Linked DNA regions of Oryctolagus cuniculus: all the other regions are linked to region 3. A link is a contact called in public Hi-C data. All regions are on one chromosome and are shown on one strand. The core of a region is the stretch at or near the end of the contact, and the rest is flanking DNA. Distances in the headings are between cores, read along the strand shown.

The links. Hi-C and Micro-C count contacts between places; a contact is called where the count stands out from the background.
Region 1: a Hi-C map of skin fibroblasts shows a contact between it and region 3, with 4 times the contacts expected there. The contact joins two enhancer-like sites. A contact is called at or near these places in 5 of 6 Hi-C or Micro-C datasets (ear pinna, embryonic fibroblasts, psoas muscle and 2 more).
Region 2: a Hi-C map of skin fibroblasts shows a contact between it and region 3, with 3 times the contacts expected there. The contact joins two enhancer-like sites. A contact is called at or near these places in 2 of 6 Hi-C or Micro-C datasets (embryonic fibroblasts and skin fibroblasts).

Annotation. Positions count from the first base shown.
Region 1 is chr1:140,133,905-140,138,311 of mOryCun1.1, forward strand. The region is part of intron 4 of ROR2 (receptor tyrosine kinase like orphan receptor 2); the gene reads right to left. Among named protein-coding and RNA genes, the nearest start is that of ROR2, 190 kb to the right of the region's middle. Within about 2 kb of position 2,652, at least 2 of the 8 cell types and tissues checked have an H3K27ac peak or open chromatin away from gene starts, as enhancers often do. A contact at or near this core is called in ear pinna, where this site is marked.
Region 2 is chr1:140,200,170-140,204,704 of mOryCun1.1, forward strand. All of the region lies in intron 1 of ROR2 (receptor tyrosine kinase like orphan receptor 2), which reads right to left. Among named protein-coding and RNA genes, the nearest start is that of ROR2, 120 kb to the right of the region's middle. Within about 2 kb of position 1,897, at least 3 of the 8 cell types and tissues checked have an H3K27ac peak or open chromatin away from gene starts, as enhancers often do.
Region 3 is chr1:140,477,337-140,481,890 of mOryCun1.1, forward strand. No RefSeq gene overlaps it. Among named protein-coding and RNA genes, the nearest start is that of SPTLC1, 46 kb to the left of the region's middle. Within about 2 kb of position 2,560, at least 1 of the 8 cell types and tissues checked has an H3K27ac peak or open chromatin away from gene starts, as enhancers often do. A contact at or near this core is called in ear pinna, where this site is marked.

The DNA of each region.
Region 1 (4,407 bases), core at 1,402-3,901, 340 kb before region 3:
AGCATCCCATTTGGGTGCCGGTTTGTGTCCTGGCTGCTGTACTTCTAATCCATAGCTCTCTGCTGTAGCCTGGGAAAGCAATGGTAGATGGCCCAAGTGCTTGGGTCTCTGCACCCATGTGGGAGACCCAGAAGAATCTCCTAGCTCCTGGTTTCAGATCAGCACAGCTCCGGCTGTTGCAGCCATTTGGGGAGTGAACCAGCCGATGGAAGACCTCTCTCTCTCTCTCTCTCTCTCTGTAACTCTACCTCTCAAATAAATAAACAAATCTTAAAAAAAAAAAAAAGACCTATGCAAAGGGTGGTCTGAAGAGATTATCCACTTATCAATGATCAAGAAAATACAAATTAAACCACGTGAATTATCACAACTCAACTATTATGATGGCCAAAGCTAAACTGACTAATAACATCAAATGCTGGTGAGGATATGGAGCAACCAGAACTCTCATACATGGCAGGCAGCCGTATAAAATGGTGAGACTGTTCTGGGGAACAGCGTGGAGGCTTGTTACTGCAGTTAAATGTACACTTACACCAAGCATCAGCAATCCTACTCCTAGGATTTACTCTAGAAAACTGAAAACATGTTTGCAAAAACATTTGCACACAAGTGCTCTCAGGAGCTTTATTTAAATTACTCAAAAACATCACTCATAACACAGTATGTTCCCACGACAGAGTACATGTGATTCCTGACTTCCGTCGTTCTACTTAATAATGTCTTGCTTTTACGATGGCACAAAGCACTATGCATTCAGTAGAAACTACCTGCAGTTTTGTGTTGGGATTTTTCCCTGGACTAGTGTGGTCTGATCCCCTCTGGTGATACAGCAGTAACAAGGGGAACAACCAAGGTTCTGCACGGCACTGGGCTGCTAAGCCGGGGTGTGCAGGTAATAAAGTGTTGGATATTTATGTGCACCCAACATGTAAAGCAGAGGGCTGTAGGGACGGACCTGCACACCATCATGAAGTCGAGAAATCATCTAGGGAGCCACAGTGAGTCAGGAGCATTGATCCATGTCGTAATGTTTCTCACTGTGTGGTCTGAATGAAGGAGATGTGTGCATTTATTCTCTAATGACCTTACCAATGATTTGTTTATTTAGTCACTCCTTGCCTCTATCCCATAATCTTTTTTTTTTTTTTTTTTTTTGACAGGCAGAGTGGACAGTGAGAGAGAGAGAGACAGACAAGAGAGAAAGATCTTCCTTTGCCGTTGGTTCACCCTCCAATGGCCGCCACGGCCAGCGCACCGCGCTGATCTGATGGCAGGAGCCAGGTGCTTCTCCTGGTCTCCCATGGGGTGCAGGGCCCAAGCACTTGGGCCATCCTCCACTGCACTCCCTGGCCACAGCAGAGAGCTGGCCTGGAAGAGGGGCAACTGCGACAGAATCCGGTGCCCCGACCGGGACTAGAACCCGGTGTACCGGCGCCGCAAGGCTGAGGATTAACCTAGTGAGCCGCGGCGCCGGCCTATCCCATAATCTTAAAATCGATTATACTCAAACTCTACACCATGGGACTTAAAGAAAGCTAAATTTTCCCAGAAAATAGAATCTATCATAACAGGATGTCACTGAGGGAAAAAACTGGATTGGCTTCCCTCCTCCTTTAAGTTCTACTTGAACTGAGTTGAACTTGATCAGGTTGGCATCCAAGTGCTTTAACTTCAAGGCCAGTGTCAGCCTTTTGCCTGGGCGAGTGCATGTATCCACAACAACGCAGGTGAAGTCAATTTTAATTCAACTTCAACTGGCTTGGTAGTTGGCAGGTTCAGGTTTTTTGGTTTTTTTGATAGTGCCATTTTTACTGTAATTAGGATAAAGTTTGAACTAGACTTATGATAAATCCCCAAAAAAGCAATGGAAGACGTGGGAGGCAGAAGCCAGCCCAGCTGTGTTGTGGCACGCCCAGTGTGGGGTGCCTCTGAGTCACCCACTTGGAGATGCTCATTACGGGGGTGAGCGTGTGGGTCTGGAGATGAGGAGATAAGCCAGACCTAGGCGTGGAGATTCCAGATCATAAGCATATAGGTAGAGAACTGTGGCAATCTGAGAGCTCAGGACACGGCCCCCAGGAAGGTGACTTCCCAGAGGCCAAGTTAATAAAAAGTTTAATTGTCCCAAAGAACAGTGCCTTGTCTTCAGGCAGTTGTCTGTGTGACCCATATTATGGGTGTGCACACCCGTGGGCCAGGAAGTTGGTCCAGGACAACACAGGGAAGATGGGGGGGGGACCCCACCTTAGGGAGCACCCCCACCCCACCCTGCTACTCCAGCAGGCATTGATGTGGGTGGGTCTGTAATCATGAAAATGAGCCACTTTCTCAAAGAGCAGAAAAACAAAATAAAACCCATCTGTGAAGTGTGAGACACGTAGTCTAGAAGGAATCCCCTGGGCATGACCCAAACTGCTACCTGAATGAGCTATAATAACCCTGGTCTTTGAACCGACATCTGTGGCGAAACCACCTTTCCTTAAAGCTTTTGTTCTCCATATACACGCCCTGCTGGCCCCAAACTTAACATGGATGGGAGCGAAAAGTCAGGTTTTAATGGCAGCAAATCCCTTACCCTGCACCTCCCCAGCACACGCGAGCTGCAGTCAGATGCCCTGCCAGCACCCACAAGTGTGAACTTGTGAGGGCAGTGGCCCAGGGAAGACAGGGATGAGTCAGCCAAGTCATCCACGCTCCTGTTTCGAGCGATGGTGCTGTACACAGGAAAACAAACCAGGCTCTGTTAGCAGCCACCGTCTCAACGCGTCACTTGGTGGACAGGACACAGCGCTTGGCCAACCCTGAACAAATGGGACCTGCGGTGTGCTTTCTAAGCAAATGGCCCAAGAGAGAAGTCATGGCAAAGGGTAAACTGGTCCAAGCAACAGATGCAGAGAATTTGGAGATTACTGTTGCAAACTCATGGATTTTTCCTCTTTCTGGCTTCACCTTGGTTAATTTCCAGTTCCATCATAATCTATACAAAATGCAGATTTAAAAAGTCCTCTTTTTAAAAAGATTTATTATTTATTTGCTTGAAAGGCAGAGTTACATAGTGAGAGAGAAAGAGAGATAGAGAGAGACAGAACAAGAGATTTTTCATCTGCTGGTTCACTCCACAAATGGCTGCAACAGCAGGGGCTGAACTAGTCCAAAGCCAGGAGCCAGGAGCTTCTTCCAGTCTCCCACAGAGGTCCAGGGGCCCAAACACTTGGGCCATTCTCTGCTACTCTCCCAGGAACATCAGCAGGGAGCTGGATTGGAAGTAGGGCAGCTGGAACTCAAACTGGCGTCCATATGGGATGCCAGCATTGTAGGTGGCTGCTTAACATGCTACACCACAGTGGTAGCCCCAGAACTCTATTTCTTAACATAAGCTGAAGGCACTTTAGTAAGTGAGGAGACCAGCCACTGAGTCCATCCCTAAGAACTCAGGGTCCTGGGAACTATGTCAATGAAGTCTTTCTTGTCTTTTTTTTAAAATTAATATTACATTATTAGCTGAAGAAAAATGGGAGCCTGTTAAAGATGTTTTAAGTTTAGGAAACACAAAGGAATCAGAAAAAGCCAAGTCAGCACTCTAATGTGGATGTCTAATAATTTCCCAGCAAAACACTCACAAAATCACCTTTTTTTTAAAAAAAATATTTATTTATTTGAAAGTCAGAGTTACATAGATAGAGGAGAGGCAGAGAGAGAGAGAGAAAAAGAGAGAGAGAGAGAGAGAGAGAGAGAAGTCTTCCATCTGCTGGTTTGGAGCTGTGCCAATCTGAAGACAAGCCAGGAGCTTTTTCCAGGTCTCCCACGTGGGTGCAGGGGCCCAAGCACTTGGGCCATCTTCCACTGCTTTCCAAGGCCATAGCAGAGAGCTGGATCAGAAGTGGAGCAGCCAGGACTTGAACTGGTGCCCATATGGGATGCCGGCACTGCAGGTGGCAGCTTTACCCGCTACGCCACAGCGCCAGCCCCAAAATCACCATTGTTTGAGTAAGAGGATGAGCAGGAACATTGCAATGGTGGAGAAGGGTTCTTTGGTGAATCTCTCCTGGGTGTTTTCCTGCTAAAGCTCTGCCTTTCTCAAACACTCTCCACCAAGCACATTACAGCTCCTTGAGGCTCCAGAAAGCCAAGAAGCAAGAGACCCTGAGCATCACCCAACACGGTTTCACGATCTCTGCTCTTGCCGGGGTTGCTGCTACTTTGACTGGACCCCTTCCACCTCTTGGTAGCCACTGCTTTGGTTGTGTTTTATCTTCAGGATCATACTGGTAAAACCGGTTAATTGCCTGTTAACAAGTGTTTGAAGAAATGCTTCGGGGTATGGATCCCATTGACTTACAATTCCCATTGAGAGCTCCGCTCTTCTCTGCAGCTCACCTGGGAGCAACAGTGTTGGCACCCGTG
Region 2 (4,535 bases), core at 647-3,146, 280 kb before region 3:
GGGGTCTGAAGGAGGGTGAGCACCAGGTCACTCTCGGACGACACCTGTGTAAGAACGGTGCTGCCTTGAGGCGGTAGGAGGCCGTATCCCAACAGAAGAGGGCTCCCAGATCTACAATGGGGGAATATCAGGATGTCGTAACATGTTCAAACTTCTTAGCAAAAAAAATGTAAAATACGTGCATAGGGAGAAAAAGAAAAGGGAGGGCAAGAGGCATGGTGTAATCGTAACGACTGTTGCATCTGAGCAGAGAGTTTACCGGTATTTGCTGCTGACTCATAGATGCTAGCATCCGTCATTTGAAATAGTGCAGTGCTTGCTAGAACCTACACCTATCCTCCTGAGTACTTCAATCATACAATGTAAATGCTATGTCAATCATTGCTGCTGTGTTTATTATTTAGGGGAAAATGACAAACACAGTCTATATACATTCAGTACGGGTGCAATTCTTTTTTTCAAGTGTTTCCATCCATGGTCGATTGAATGTGCAGATCCAGGAATCAGATACAGAGACAACTGTACTTGAGAACTTCCACAGTGGAGAGGAAGACAAGGGGGTGTACGGAAGTACACACTCCCGGGTGACTGTTCACGAAGAGTTAGGACAGTCGGGGGGACACCCACAGAGCTCTGATGCACAAGGCTTTCGGTCTACGCGTCTCTGAAACGCACGGCCCACACTGCAGTCCTCGCCGCTCGCTCGGTGCTGTTCTTCCCCCAAGTTCCACCTTCACAAGCTGCGCTCTCTGAAAACCAGCCGTCCCAGCGCATTTTTGCTGCTGTGACACAGAACCCAAGGCTGGGCTATTTACGATGGACAGACATGTATGTAGCTTACGGGTCTGAAGGCTGGAAAACCTAAGGGCATGCAGCCAGCCTTCGAGCTGCCCTGTCCCATAGCAGAAGGCAGAAGGGCAGGAGAGGGCAAGAACAAGACAGCAGGAGGCTGAACTTGAAGCCCACATCCTTTTTTTAACGGGCATGAACCCGTTCAAGAGAGCGGTGCTGTACTGACCCAAACAGCTCCCACTGGGCCCTCTCCCAGCAATGTGGCACTGGGGGTGAAGTCACCAACCAGGAATCTCAGCGCACACATTCAAACCACAGTGTGAGTCTTTCTCAATGAGCTGGTAACTCAAAGCCCTGCAACATCAAAGACAAGCATCCCATCCGCTGAAGACTCTACTGCACACACTCCCAAGTTGCCGGCCTGGCCACACCGCCCGAGAGAGACTGTTACTGGCATCTCACAGGCGACGAGCTGAACCTCAGGCCGATGAACAAACTCTGGGAGGTTCCAGAGTGTGCAGGAGGTGGGCGTTCAATCCGTGCCTCAGATTACGGGTCTTTGGGTTCCCCTCACTCACAGCTAGGGTTCCGCGCTAGCTCCGGGGGCCTCTCCACTCGGGGAGTGGGCTCTGGCCGTGCAGCCTCAGCAGCCCCCCAGGGACTCACGCACGGGATCCTTAGCCAGAAGGCGCATGCGCCCTGGGCAGGCCATCCTTTCTAGCGGGACAGGGTGCCTTGAAGACGTCTTTGGTAACAGCAAACACATTAACAGGAAGAGAAAGGGAAGGGAGCGAGGGTTCACTCACCCACCAGAAACAAAGGAGGATGAAAGGCAACCAAATCCCCCTGTTCTGACTTACAAAGGTTCCCGGCGGGCACCCCCGCGAGGCAGCTGTCCCGGGCCCCGGGTGTGGGACGCCCCGGTTTCCTTGATGAGAAACAGGGCATGGGGGTGGGGGGTGGAGACACACACACACACACACACACACAGCTCTCACCAGGCGGGACACGGATTCCGGCCGGCTCTGGGAGCAGCACATGTGTTTGCAATTAGGCAGGCCCGCCCTGCAGCAGGGGAGGGTCCAGCAAGGCCTCGTGCCTGGCCCATTTCCTTCCCTGCCAAAACAAGGCCGCCCTTCACCCAGTGACCAACGCTGACCACAGGGCATCCCAGCCCTGCAGGGAGGGGAGAGCACAGGGGGACCTGCAGGCCCATTCCCCAAAGGAGGCAGGCAGGCCACAGGGCCCTCAGCGTTTCTTTGTGGCCTCAAGGAAGCCAGTGACAAATAACATGTGTCTGTTAGACACAAGGGCCAACAAGGAAAACACACACATCTGTTTCCACCACTGGCAAGCAGGCTGCAACACACAGAAGCCCTTAAACGAGCCCCCCCCCCCCCCCCCCCCCGCCAAGGATGGAGAAGAGAGCTCTGGCAATGGGGACTGGGGGGGAGGGGAGGAGGGGAGGGTGCCAGCAGAGCAAGGCAGTGAGACCAGAGCATGCACCCTGCCCCCACTCCGGCCCAGCCCCTCTCCTGCCACCTGGGCACCTCCGGGCTGGTGGTCAAGCTTGCTGGAGCAACAGGTAGGTCTCACCTCCTAATCCCGCTGTGGCTGAAAGGGCTCATGGAGAGCCACGTGTTTGTGCAACCATGCTGAGATCTTGTGGTTGGACAGTCTGGACAGCCCAGATGATTTGCAGAGACTCTTAGCGGGAACGTCCGGCCTGAGACTTGGGCAGGGAGGAGAAGGTCGGCTGGGGAGAAGCACCCCCACTCCAAGGCCTCGGGCGGGGTGTGCTGAGGGAGCAGGCACCCACCGAGGGACCGGGGAACCGGGGCACCGAGCCAGGGCTCTATTTTTAAAAAATCACGAGGATTTTGAATCAGCTCTGGGCTGGTTTCCCCACGAGAAGGGATGACTCTGAATTCTAGAAGGCGGTGAAGGATGGCTCACGGTGCTGGGGAGCGGGGCGGGGTGGGGCGGGGGAGGCAGCCGGCACAGAAGCCTCAATTTAGCCAAGCCACAGAGAGACTCCTCTGTCTCTGCTGCCGCAAATGCTGACTCGGGCAAACCCTCCACTGAGGAGCAAGGAAAAGAGAGAGAGTTCCTCCCGTTAAAGCAGATAAACCCACAGAAGCTTTATGGCTGATTGAGATCAGCCTTGATCCAGCAGGAGTCCACGGTCCCTTCCCTGGTGGCCTTAGGGACTGGATCGGGACACAGGAAGACACGCAGGGCGGCCCTGTCTCCCAGACCGCTGGTGAAACAGCTGCTTTTCCAGTAGGGGCCGTGGATGTCTCATTGTTGTAGGTGTCATGTGGCTCACTGGGCTGAAATCCAAAGAGCATGACATCCTGGGCCTCGGTTTTCGAATCTGTAGAATGGGGGATTATACTTTCCATCTCATAACAGAGCAGGCCCCAGAGGGCATTCCACCTGTATTCAAATCCTCTTACGTCCCGCACACACTCCAGGGCCCACTTCTTACTGCATGGTACTTTTCAGGCTTGATATTTGAACATCCTATGTTATAACCCAAGTGCTCCCGAAATATAAAAACCAGAACAGGCTGTGGTTAAATTTCGTGATTCTGCCGTTGTACCAGCCTAACTTGCCAGGCAGGAATCAGCGGTTAATTCTTGGGTTAAATAAATGAACTTCTGTGAATGTGAATCAGCAATAACTATGTGCTTGCGTGTGACGGCACCTGGGAGAAGGGCAGACTGGGAGGGTTTCTCTTTTTTTTTTTTGACAGGCAGAGTGGACAGTGAGAGAGAGAGACAGAGAAAGGTCTTCCTTTGCCGTTGGTTCACCCTCCAATGGCCACCACGGCTGGCGCACTGCGGCGGCGCACTGTGCTGATCCGATGGCAGAAGCCAGGTACTCATCCTGGTCTCCCATGGGGTGCAGGGCCCAAGCACCTGGGCCATCCTCCACTGCACTCCCTGGCCACAGCAGAGAGCTGGCCTGGAAGAGGGGCAACCGGGACAGAATCCGGCGCCCCAACTGGGACTAGAACCCGGGGTGCCGGCGCCACAAGGTAGAGGATTAGCCTAGTGAGCTGCGGCCCCGGCCAAGGATGGTTTTTTTTTTTTTAATTTTGTTCCAATTATCAAAAGCAAGTCAGCTTTTGTACAAAATTTCGAAAGTACAAGGGAAAAAAAACTGGAAAGTATAATGAAGGAACAGAAGTCACTTGTGCTTTTCCCCAGACAAAAACCATTATTAAAATCTGCATGCAGGGACCGGCGCTGTGGCATAGCAGGTTAGGTCGCCGCCTGCAGTGCCGGCATCCTATGTGGGTGCCGGTTCAAGTCCTGGCTGCTCCTCCTCTGATCCAGCTCTCTGCTGTGGCCTGGGAAAACAGCAGAAGATGGCCCAAGTCCTTGGGCCCCTGCACCAGCGTGAGAGACCAGGAAAAAGCTCCTGGCTCAGGGCTCCGGATCGAGGCAGCATTGCAGCCATCTGGGAAGTGAACCAGTAGATGGAAGACCTCTCTCTCTCTCTCGGTCTCTACCTCTCTCTGTATAACTCTTTCAAAGAAATAAATCCTTAAAAAAAAATGAACGCATTTCTTTCTGTCTCCCCAAACTATAAAACAGCACTTCAAAAAGTTTGAAGAAAATGTAATAAAAATTTATTTTGGTGCAGAAACATCTTTAAATTTATATATAGTTTTTATAATGTGCATCTTTTAAAGATATAATTATTAATACATTTTATTTGAAAGGCAGAGTGAC
Region 3 (4,554 bases), core at 1,310-3,809:
ACGGTGCCCATATGGAATGCTGGCACTGCAAGTGGTGGTTTTACCTACTACCCCAAAGCACTGTCCCAATTGATTCGTTTTTTTGTTTATTGTTTTTTTTTGTTTGTTTGTTTTTGACAGGCAGAGTGGTCAGTGAGAGAGAGAGACAGAGAGAAAGGTCTTCCTTTTGTTGTTGGTTCACCCTCCAGTGGCCGCCGCGGCCGGCACGCTGTGGCCGGTGCACCGTGCTGATCCGAAGCCAGGAGCCAGGTGCTTCTCCTGGTCTCCCATGGGGTGCAGGGCCCAAGCACCTGGGCCATCCTGCACTGCCTTCTCGGGCCACAGCAGAGAGCTAGCCTGGAAGAGGGCCAACTGGGAAAGAATCCGGCGCCCCGACCAGGACTAGAACCCGCTGTGCTGGCGCCGCTAGGTGGAGGATTAGCCTAGTGAGCCACGGCGCCAGCTTTGATTCGCTCTTAAAAAAGTTTCATTGTTAGAGGAAACTGGATGGGGTGCATAAGGGAGCTCTCTGTATTATTTTTACAACTACCTGTGCATCTATAATTATCTCAATAAAAATTTCACTTAAAATATTAACAAAGGGGTGAGAATTTAACCCAGCAGTTAAGCTGCTTTTTTTTAAAGATTTATTTATTTATTTGAAAGGCAGCGTTACAGAGAGAGAAGGAGAAAGAGAGAGACAAAGAGATCTCCCATCTACTGGTTCACACCCCAGATGTCCAGAGTGGCTGGGACTGAGCCAGGCCGAAGCCAGGAACTTCATCTGGGTCTCCCACATGAGTGCAGGGGCCCAAGTACTTGAGCCAGTCTCCCGCTGTTTTCCCAGGTGCATTAGCAGGAGACTGAATTGAAGTGGAGCCGCATATGGGATGCCCTGTCACAGGCAGCAGCTTAACCCACTACACCACAACTGCCCGCCGGGTCCCAACAGTGGACATCTTAATGTGCACCCCACAGAGCAGATCCAGACCCTGCCCCACAAGAAGGTAGTTGGACATAAGGCCCTGTGAGTAAGGAATGAACGAACAGTGGAAATGGGAACGTTCTGTTGTTCATTACTGTAAGACACACTTGCTAACTTGGAGCCTTAAGGAAGAGTGAAAACAGAAAAGAAAATCAAACCTCACGGTGGTTCATTTTATCACCAGTACTAGAGCGACGCATGATGTTTAGCTTCGTCGTATGAAGTAAGCTTTTATAAATACGCAGTCTACTTATTTATGTCACACGGCATAGCAATTCCTTCCCACACACAGTGCGAAGTTGCTTTCGCTTGTCACCAGTGTTCACTTCTCAGCATCATTTGGCCTCCCGTGAAGGAAACATTTACAGATCAAAAAAAGAAATCATATCAACAAAGCCACATTTCAGATTTTCAATCAGGATTTCACAATAACATAAAAAAATTTGCATCTTTTAAAAAATGATTATTTTCATCTCCTTGAAAGGTAAAATGAGAGCAAAGAAGAGATTTTACATCTGTTGGTTTGGTCTCCAAATGCTGGCGGTAGCAAGGGCTGGGCCAGAAGCCAGGAACTGCATCAGGGTCTCCCATGTGAGTGGCAGGAATCCAAGTACTTGGCCATCGTCTGCCTCCGGGGAGCACCAGCAGGAAGCTGGATCAGAAGCAGAGTAGCCGGTAGTTGAATGGGCACTCCAGTATGGGTTTATGAATGGTGGCTGAATCCAATGCACCACAATGCCTAACCCCCAAATTCTGTATCTTTTAAAAATTTATTTGGGGGGCCGGCGCCGCAGCTCACTAGGCTAATCCTCTGCCTAGCGGCGCCAGCACACCGGGTTCTAGTTCCGGTTGGGGCGCCGGATTCTGTCCCGGTTGCCCCTCTTCCAGGCCAGCTCTCTGCTGTGGCTAGGGAGTGCAGTGGAGGATGGCCCAAGTGCTTGGGCCCTGCACCCCATGGGAGACCAGGAAAAGCACCTGGCTCCTGGCTCCTGCCATCGGATCAGCGCGGTGCGCCGGCCGCAGCGGCCATTGGAGGGTGAACCAACGGCAAAGGAAGACCTTTCTCTCTGTCTCTCTCTCTCACTGTCCACTCTGTCAAAAAAATAAAAAAAAATTTATTTGGGGGGCCAACACTGTGACACAGTAGGTTAATCCTCCGCTCGGGCACCAGCATCCTATGCATGTGGGTACCAGTTCTAGTCCCAGCTGCTCCTCTTCTGATCCAGCTCTCTGCTATGGCCTGGGAAAGCAGTGGAAGATGGCCCAAGTCCTTGTGTCCGTGCATATAGGATATATGCATATGGTCACATATAGGATGTGACTATAAGCCTGTATCCTTATAAAGCTTTTTGAAGCATTTATTGAAACGATAATTTTGCTTTCTGTTATTTTAGGTTCGACCCTTGAATTGTGAAGGATCCCTAATTATTTTACATTTGAAAACAATTAGATTAATAAATTTCAAAAATAAGATGACAGGTAAGAGACAACTTCACCTTGCTAGAAGAACTACTTCTAAGAGAGCCTTCCCCGAGCTGACTGACCAAGTTCTAGCGCTCATGCGTGCAGAGGCAAGATTTACACCCAGGAGCCCCTGGCCTTAAAGTCTGGGCTCTTTACCCATAGCCACGCCTGCAGCTTGCCCAGGTGCACGGATACACGAATGCACCTCTGGTGTGCCCTCCAGTCATGTTTCAGGAAGGCCTTTCCCAGCACCCGTAACATTGGCCGCCATTTATAGTGTGAAAGCTCATGCCTTCCCAAGAGGATTGGGTGTGTGTGGGCCCCACGCTGCAGCCCAGAGCCCACAGCAGCGCTGATGCCACCTCTCCCACATACACCTCAGACATTAGCAGGCCTGCAGGTGTTGGAATCTCACGTTTGGATTCTGTTAACGTGGAGGAATGTCCCCGTGTATCTGTCTGTGGCGTGGCTGTGGCTGCCTTCTTAGCAGAATGCCACAGCCCGGAGCTTCAGCAATAGAAACCCACTGCCCCCCCCCCCCCCCAGTGTAGGGGCTGGCGGTGCCAGATCAAGGGGTCAGCTGGGTTGATTTTCTGGGGCTTGGAGGCAGCATCTGTCTTAGTCCCTTCCCCCAGCTTCCAGTGTCTGCAGCCACCTCTCCCAGTCCTTGGCTGGTAGAACAGCATTCCTGCTTCTCCGCTTCATCCCGACCTGGTGTTCTCACTGCGCCTGTGTCTGGATTTCCCCCTGCTATAAGGAGCCCAGTCCTGTTGGAATAGGGCCCACCTTATTGACCTCATTGTAAACTCATTATCTGCAGAGACCCTGTTTCCGGTTCTGGTCCCAGTCACTGGTACTGGGAGTTAAGACATCCACGTGTTAAGGGTGGCGGCTGGGCCAGGGTCAATCTCTGACAAATGGTCTTGGTTTCTCTTTTGGAGTCTAAAATAATTTGAGGGTTTCCGGTTGGCAGCTTTGTTTACTTCTAGAAATTGAGAGCTAAAAGAGAGCGGGTCTCAGGCTCCTAGGGATCTAGGGAAGTGTTGCCTCACCACCTTCCCTCGTCCCCTTTCACCAATCAAAAAGGTGAGGAACAGAGACCCCGTGAGAAACTCAGTCTCACTCTGGCAAGGGGCGGTGGGGGGCTGCAGACACTGCCTCACCTCTTTCCACAGGGGGCCTCAGCAGTGCTTTGCTGCAGTAAAATAATGGTAATAGGGCCGGTGCTGTGGTGTAGCAGGTAAAGCTGCCACCTGAAGTGCCGGCATCCCATATAGGTGCCGGTTTGAGTCCCGGCTGCTCCTCTTCCTGTCCAGCTCTCTGCTGTGTCCTGGGAAGGCAGTAGAAGATGCCCTAAATCCTTAGGCCCCTGCACCCGTGTGGAAGACCTGGAAGAAGCTCCTGGCTCCTGGCTTCAGATCGGCGCAGCTCTGGCCATTGCAGCCAACTGGGGAGTGAACCAGTGGATGGAAGACCTCTCTCTCTCTCTGCCTCTGCCTGTCTGTAGCTTTGCCTTTCAAATAAATAAATATTTTTTTAAAAAAACAATAATTGTATTTAATTGTAATCATCTTCACGTGTAGACTTCCTCTTTATGCTCAACGTCCCTGCAGCGTAACCAGATATTTCAATACCCTTATTGGCTCGAAAATCTGGAAAAAGTGAGCACAGGCAGGGGAGGGCGCCCCCTCGTGGAGAGACGCTGAAGCAGGCGCTTTCTCCTTCCCCGGCCGGAGATGCTCATTGGACGGAGCCGTGTGAGGAGGTAAGAATGTTTTGTGTGGATGAGTATCACACCCCGGATAATCCTCGGAGGCCCGCGGGGGGGGGGGGGGGGGCTGCACGACAGCTAGCAGCGTCGCCCCTGCCCAGCTCCCCAGGGGCAGGGGAGTCCCGCCGAGGGGCTGTGACCGCACATGGCCCACGTCGTGCGCCCAAGGTCGTTTGTGAATAAATAAACATCGCTCTGTGCGCCTATGGATTGAAGCTGGCAGTAAATGCCAAAATCAAAGAGGCAGAAAAGCAGGCTGATGTTCTGAGTTGCAGATAAAAACTCTTCTAAAGTAGCACAGATTCTTTTAAAAATCAGAATTGTATGAAAAACGTGCAATAGGGCATTGGCTTCT